2 separate regions of the Mus musculus genome follow, and region 2 is linked to region 1. A link is a contact called in public HiChIP or PLAC-seq data. All regions are on one chromosome and are shown on one strand. Each heading gives the region's core, a stretch centred on a gene start, on an enhancer-like site or on the middle of the called end of the contact. The rest is flanking DNA. Distances are from core to core; before and after follow the strand shown. Region 1 overlaps Taf4 (TATA-box binding protein associated factor 4). Region 2 holds the start of Osbpl2 (oxysterol binding protein-like 2).

Evidence for each region. HiChIP or PLAC-seq counts read pairs in DNA pulled down with a chosen protein or histone mark.
Region 2: a contact with region 1 is called in an H3K27ac HiChIP or PLAC-seq map of embryonic stem cells, with 5 read pairs. The contact joins the promoter of Osbpl2 here to the enhancer-like site in region 1. A contact is called at or near these places in 12 of 39 promoter capture datasets (the 3T3-L1 cell line, the C10 cell line, the HPC-7 cell line and 5 more), 3 of 15 datasets of contacts at CTCF or cohesin (embryonic stem cells, large pre-B cells and pro-B cells), 20 of 484 Hi-C or Micro-C datasets (the Ba/F3 cell line, CD4 T cells, CD8 T cells and 12 more), 14 of 115 datasets of contacts at active chromatin or transcription factors (the 230-238 cell line, the SCID.adh cell line, T-cell acute lymphoblastic leukemia and 7 more) and 4 of 9 other capture datasets (adipose tissue, embryonic stem cells, liver and 1 more).

What each region holds. Positions count from the first base shown.
Region 1 is chr2:179,927,624-179,931,150 of GRCm38.p6, forward strand. It overlaps Taf4 (TATA-box binding protein associated factor 4), which reads right to left. Exons shown (of 15, transcript NM_001081092.1): 8 at 1,654-1,801. Among named protein-coding and RNA genes, the nearest start is that of Taf4, 47 kb to the right of the region's middle. Within about 2 kb of position 1,693, at least 13 of the 459 cell types and tissues checked have an H3K27ac peak or open chromatin away from gene starts, as enhancers often do. A contact at or near this core is called in the HPC-7 cell line, acute myeloid leukemia and embryonic stem cells, where this site is marked.
Region 2 is chr2:180,117,406-180,120,932 of GRCm38.p6, forward strand. Osbpl2 (oxysterol binding protein-like 2) reads left to right here and starts at 1,901. Exons shown (of 14, transcript NM_144500.4): 1 at 1,901-2,064.

The DNA of each region.
Region 1 (3,527 bases), core at 443-2,942:
TGTTAAATATATATACATGTGTATTTTATATGTATGTATGTGTGCCATATGTATGTATCAAGTGTACACATGTGTGTTATGTTGTATATGCCCTGTATATGTGTGCCATATATATGTATATGTGTGTGTTATATGTATATATGTATGCATTATATATTGTGTGTCATATATATATTTTATATATATGTATATATATATATATCATATATGTGTATGTGCCATATACACACACATTGTATGTATGTATTGTGACATATATACATGTGTGTTGTATGTATGTCATGTGTGCATGTGTGCCATATATGTGTCATATATATGTATGTATTATATGTATATATGTATGCTTGGCATATATATGTGCCATATATACACATGTGTGTTATATGTATATGTCTCATACATACATGTGCCAAATATGTGTATATGTGTCATATATATATACATACACGTGTTGTATGTATGTATATTTGCCGTGTGCGTGTGTGTGTGTGTGTGTGTGTGTGTGTGTGTGTGTGCATGCATGCTCGTGCCCGCCTCTCCCCTTGTGGCTTTCTAACTGAAATCTCAAAGGATACAATAACTTACAACAAGGTTTAAAGATAAAAGTTTAAACTGTATGTAGCTAACACTTAAATCCTAAGTTTGTTTTTTTAAGGTTTAGTTGCATTCCTCATGCATGTTCTGGCCTATATTTCTCTAAACTCTTTTGGGGGATGGGGGGAGGGGGACAGACAAGGTTTCTCTGTGTAGCCTTGGCTGTCCTGGAACTCACTCTGAAGACCAGGCTGCCCTTGAGTGCTGGGATTAAAGGTGTGCACCACCACTCCCAGCTCCCTCCAACTGTTAAAGTACAAGAATGACTCCTGAGAGGGACTAAGAGTAAGCAAATATATGCTATATATTTAAAGTTTCACCTAGGAGACTGAAGCAGGAGAATTTCTGGAGCCCATGAGTTTAGGGCAAGGGTAACACAGTGAGGCTGCCTTGGGGGGGGGGGGGGTTATCATCTAAAGGCCTTACTTATGTCTGGTGGAAAGAGCTAATACAGAATTACACATCAGCAGAAACTCTATCATGACCAGGCCTTGAAATGGGAAGAGCCTCAGAGGCGGTGTCACACCATAGGCAGCATGATTGGGCCTTGGAGAGAGAGAACACCTTCCCTTCAAACCCCACGAACAAAGCAGCTTCCTGTTTTTTTATAGGCTTTTAGAGGGTGGGAACAACATTCATACCACACGATCTATACTAACTCTAGGAAAAACAGGGCAACAGGGAGAGAAGGAGGGAAGCCAGAGGAAAGGGGAGAGGGAGAGAGGAGGGCTGAGATCATGCAGACCACTGCACAAGGTGTGAGAGGGTCTGAGCCGCAGGGGCCTGGCTGCCTGCCTGCCCACCCAGGGAGGGAGACAGGCAGCTAGAAGGTCTAGCTAGAAGTATCTAATAGATACTAACCATGTAATGTATACAATTCAGGGAATTTAAAAATCACGTTGACAAGGGTAATGGCTTGCACAAACCTCATAAATGAAGTCACTGAGCAATGTGCGTAAATTAATTTTATCACAACGATTAAATGAAATCAAGTAGCAGTCCCACAACTGGCCATTTCCGGGACAAGCCAGTCCTGGGTGGCAGCAGCCGGGGCCTCACCTGGCTGCAGCTGGTTCAGTTGGATCTGCTGTGGTGTGGTGAGCATGATCCGGTTGTGAGGCTGCCGCAATGCGACCATGGGTGTCTGCGTCAAGGTCACCTGCGGGGGCCGGATCAAGGCTCCAGGCTTCGGGGGCTGCTGGATCACCTGGGGCACAGCCAGCATAGTGCATGAGCACACACATCCTAGGGGCCACCGCACTGACCCATGAAGCCAGCTATTTGCTTCATTGGCGCTACCCCAACCTTGCCCTGCCAGAAGCTCCAGGAAGTCCAGATGTACACCTCATTCCACATCTAAAAAAGCCTGGCCCAACAAGTCTCCAACAAGCCTCTGCACACAGCTTCAAAAGATTTAGACAAAGACAGAATGGTGCCACACCAGGCCACAATACAGCAGAGCAAGTACACGGAGCACATGAAACTCAGGACCCCACACATAGCCTAGAGGGCAGCAGCAAAACAAAGTTTACCGAGCTCAGGCCCCACAAGGAACATGGATTTCCCAGCCTGTCAGCAGACTGACACTGTTACCTGATGGACATACGTCAAATGACTTATTTCTATTCTAAATTCTGTTTAAGGTCAGATTATTTTTCTACTGGAGTGAAGATGGCTCTCCAAGTCCTACCCTGAACTTGGTTCTCTGTCCAAACACAGCCTGTCCACCTCAGAACCATGCATAGCCCAAGGGTGGTTGGTCCACACTGCAGGGCCTGCTCAGCTCTGCTGTCCTGCGTACAGCCTTGGCCCACAGGAAGCTCCCTGATGGCCCGACCATAAATCTCTGAGCTAAGAGCTTCCCTGGAAGAATTCTAGTTTATATAAAGGAGCCTTTTTGTGTGGCTGGTGGTGTACACAGTATCACAGTGTCTGCAGGGTTCTGAAACCCTTCTAGGATTTGAACTCCAACTCTGCTTTAAAAAAAAATGGTGGCTGTGTTTTCATTGAGCAACACATGTAACAGGACACTTGTAAAGGGCTGAGGTTGAGGCCTGCACCAGAACTGTTTTTGCAACAGAACACGGTGCTCACACCAGACAAGATGGGCAAGCCCACAGCAACTCAGGCCAGGGCTTTACACTGAGAAGCCATTAAATGGAGATACAGAAAAGTGGCTCACTTCCATGGGTTCTGAGATCCCCTGGCCTCAGGCCCAAGTTTGCATGAAGTTGACCTATCTGCCTCAGCTGTACACAAAGGTATAAGCAGAGACTGGGGTATAAGAGGGGGGTCAAGACAGCACACAGCAGTGACCAGGTGGCTGAACACACCATGTTCCCATATGTGAAAAGAAAAGTCACTGTTCTAGTATAACATGTGACACCGATTAAACAGCCTGACGGAGTAACTGATGGAAGAGGGTTATTTGGCTTACAATTCCTGGTCACAGTTTATCCCTGCAGGGAAGTCACAGAGGCAACAACTGAGACTAGTCACAGCACATCTACAGTCAAGAGAAACAAATGTAGCCATGTTGCCTGTCTGTGCCCTTCTGTGCAGTTAGCTTTCTGTGCCACCAACAATCAGGGTTAAGTCTTCCTACATCAGTCAAAAATCCAAGACATTCCCCACAGGCACACCTACATGCCATTCTGATCTAGATAATTTCTCATTAAGAACGCTCTTCCCAGATGATTCTACGTTATTCCAAATTGACAGTTAAAACCAACCCAATGGAAATGGCTCTGCACGCAATCTAGCACTCAAGGCTACAACTGACAGAACCAGGACTGGAGGTGAGACCCTCACAGAGAGGGCATGCTCTTCCACAGAACTGCCTTCTGGGTAAATCAGGGTGCTGACTGCTCAGGTCCCTCCTGAAACCATGTGAAAGCAAAGGACACAGGAACATCTGCCCACTGAGAAAACCT
Region 2 (3,527 bases), core at 651-3,150, 190 kb after region 1:
CCTACTGACAGGGATGCTGAGCCACCCAGCCCTGCACCTGAGGCTGCTGAAAGGTGGCAGCAGCTCCTAAAGGGGGCAGAGAGCCAGGAGCAGTGTTAGGTACCTGTCAGCTCACCTTTTACCTAGAGGTAAAAGCGGAAGTGAGGAACTCAAGGCTCTCCTCAGCCACAGCTGGAAGACAGGTGGTTGGAATGCCACCCCGGCCCCAGGGTCAGCCCATCTACTACACAGCTTGAGTAGGGATGCCCAGCCCAACCTGGGTGGTTATTCTGCCCAGATGGCAGGGCCCTGTAGCTCAAAGTCCAAAAACAGGTTAGGTAAGCTGTGTCCCTCTGAGGCTTGTCTCTTGGAGAGGGGCTGATCTTGGAGATTTAGGTAAGGGTGTGGGTGGTGGTGGGTTTCTGAGCTAGTCTTGGCCAGGCCCCCAGAAAAACTGCAGAACCTGGTCAGTCTGACTATCTCCGTGGCAACCGGCTAGCTGTCCTTGTCCTGGCTGGGGGGCCAGCTGCCGCACCCTTCCATCAGCCCTCAGCGGGCTGGAGTTGCTTTCTTCAGAGGTAACCATGGCAACGCCTTTGTTTCGGAAGCCTGGCCCGCCTCCCTCTGTCTCTCTCTTTAGGAGCTGAGCGTGCAGGGGGCTCTTTTCCAGTCCCAGCACGTCTCTCCTGCGCCAGTGAGAAGGGGCCACCAGAAAGCCAGGCTGTCCCTGGGGTGGGAGCTAGAGAGGCAGACAGGGTCTGCTGGGCCACTCCGTGTTTGCAGAGGACTTGAGTATCTGCAGAGTGGGCCACAGAGGCGGGGGGGGGGGGGGACGGGACACGACACGGACCTGTGTGTGAGTGTGAGCACCACCTTACTGGAGGAAGAAGTGTGGCCTTGGAGAAGAATCCTTCATTATGTGCTGAAGAAGGTTCATGGGGGGCATTTAGAACCCCTTTGCTAAAGCCTCAGACTGGCTTAGCAAAAAACCCAAGTAATTACTCAAGTAACTGGAAAGCCTTGGACTGATGTCAGGTGCAGCTGGCCCTGGATGACCTGGGGGACTTGGTTCCTCCTTGGTTTCCTGCTTTCAAACGACCTATAGCGGCCCTCACCTCACTTGCTTCTGGGTAGGTTTGTGAAAGACAAGAGACATCTAACTTGCTTCCCTCAGGTTTGACACTGAGCTGAACCTCCTGGCTAGGATCGGACCACAAGTCCCATACCTTTGCAATTCCTGTGCCCTGCAAAGTCCTATGCAAGTCAGTAGCCATCTTGATTCATGTCACTTCACCTTTCTCAAACCAGACCCCACATTCCAATGTGATGAGGAGGCTGGGGAACCCTGGCTACAGAGAAAACTGAGTGTTCAGAGAGGTCAGATAGCTTTTCTGAGGCCAAACAGGCTGCAGGCGTGTCCCCAGAGATTCTGAGTTTAACCAGGAGCCACTGCAGACCACAGGGCGCCTAAGGGTGTTAAACAGGATGAACCGGCCAGGGAGGCCACTGGAGGGGTAAACTGGCCCCAGGGTATGTTAAGTCACGATTGGCGCGCAAAGGCCGGCGGCCACATTTGCCATTTGTTCATACCCCAGCAACCGTGAGAAGCGTCTGCGGGGTCGGGAGCCAAAGGGTGGGTCTAGCCCAGCGCCAGCCTGGGATCGTTCACGCCCAGCCACCTGACTCACTGTTTGTAAACTAGCCTCTCCCAAGGTCACTCCCCTTCCTCCTGCCTCCCCTTCCTTCTAGCTCCAGTATCTGCATAAACCCACCTTCTCCAAGGGGTGATTGGCTGGGCGCGCCGCCACTCCCCCGTGTGAGCCGGATTATGATAGGGCCGAGGGAGAAGCTGTCCGGAGAACGTGATCGGCATGGTTCCGCCCCCGGCGCGGCCTGCGGGCCGAGCGTTGATTGGCCAGGCGGCGGCTGACGGACGGCGCGGGGCGCGGCGAGCGGCGAGCAGCACGGCGGGCTGTAGGTCGGAGAGGCGCGGGCCGCACTTCCGCTTGGGTGTCAGAGGGTTGCCGGCTGCGGTCGGGGGCGGGGCGGCCGTGGGGTCGGCGACTCCGCGGGGACCGCGTTCGGGTGAGTGGGCTGCAGCGGGGCGGGCGCGCGGGGACGGGTCTCGGGGAGGCCCATTTGCCACCTAGGCCGCGGCTGGGCTCGGGCTGGAGAGTCGCGGCGCTAGGCCGCCGGGAGTGTGGACGACCGCGGGAGGGACGGGGCCCCGTGGGGCTCCAGCGAGGTCCGCGGTCGCACGCGAGGGACTCCGGCGTTCTCCCTTTGCTGGGCGAGCCGCGCATCCCCTCGGGGCGCGCGGGGAACTTGGTGCCCGCGTGGCCTCAGGTCCGAGGGCCTATGTCTCCACAGCAGAGTCGGAGCGCGCCTTCAGACCTGCACCAGCGAGGCAGCCAGGGCTGTCCGCGCTGAGTGCGGTTGGTGGGCCCCGCGTGGAGGCGGAGGCACCGGCGGCGGCGCTCTGTCCCCCTTGCTCCTCCGAGACGCTGCGGCCGAGTGGGGCGCCTCAGTCTTGAGAGTTGGACAAGCTTTTGAGTTATGTTCTTGTGGGTCGGCCTTTGCACATCTGGATCAGTGGTTCTGTGGGGCTCTGCACACACTCGGAGGAGGCCTTCGTGTAGGCTAGGCTCCATATTGTCAGAGATGTTGATGGGACAGCTCCTGAGTGGGAGCCTCAGGGATGGGGAACTGCTGACCCTTTCTGCAGAGAGCCTGGACCCTGCTAACTGTCACCTGTCATCTCTCCCACCTTCACTTCTTGCTTGTGGCATGTGACATCTGGTGTACCAGTAAGAGATACATATGGGTCAGTCGTCTGCAGTGGGCTCTGACAAGCAACAGGTGCTCCAAAGTGTTAGTTCACTGATGTGAGTAAGGAAACAGGAACATTTGAGTGGACACATTGTCCGTCGCCTCCCATTGCCTCTGATGGTGCCAACTAAAGGGTGACAATGAGGAAATGGGTGGCTGCATGTCCTCCATAGAATCTACCTTCCTGTTTGCCCCAGGTACTGTCTGGTAATAACAACTCTTATCTCAGGGGACGCTAATTTTGAGCAATTATTTGCTCTAGATCATTAGAAGCATGAGTCTTACAGCAGTCACTAACATTACCTTTATTCCCAAGGAAAAGAGAGCTCAAGTAGCTTACTTCAGAGCACCTAGTAGCAAATTAAGTAACAAAGGTACCGAAACCCAGACTTCCTTTTTCTCTCTCTCTTTTTTTTTTTTTTTTTTTTTTTGTTGTTGGTAAGGATGAGCATGGCCTTATGCCCGTTGAGATAAGAAAGCAGCCTCTTTATCCCCAGCTTTACTTTTTGATATTGTAATATAATTACATCATTTCCTCCAATCCCCTAGTAGTTCCTCTGCTCTCTTCTGTGGCCTCTACTTTTTGGATTATTGTTACATATGTATATGTGTGTATGTATTATGTATCCTTAAATGCATGAGTTGTACCTGCTCAGTTTGTGTAATGTTACTTGTACTTATATGCTTCCAGGGCTGATCATTTAGTATTGGATACCAGT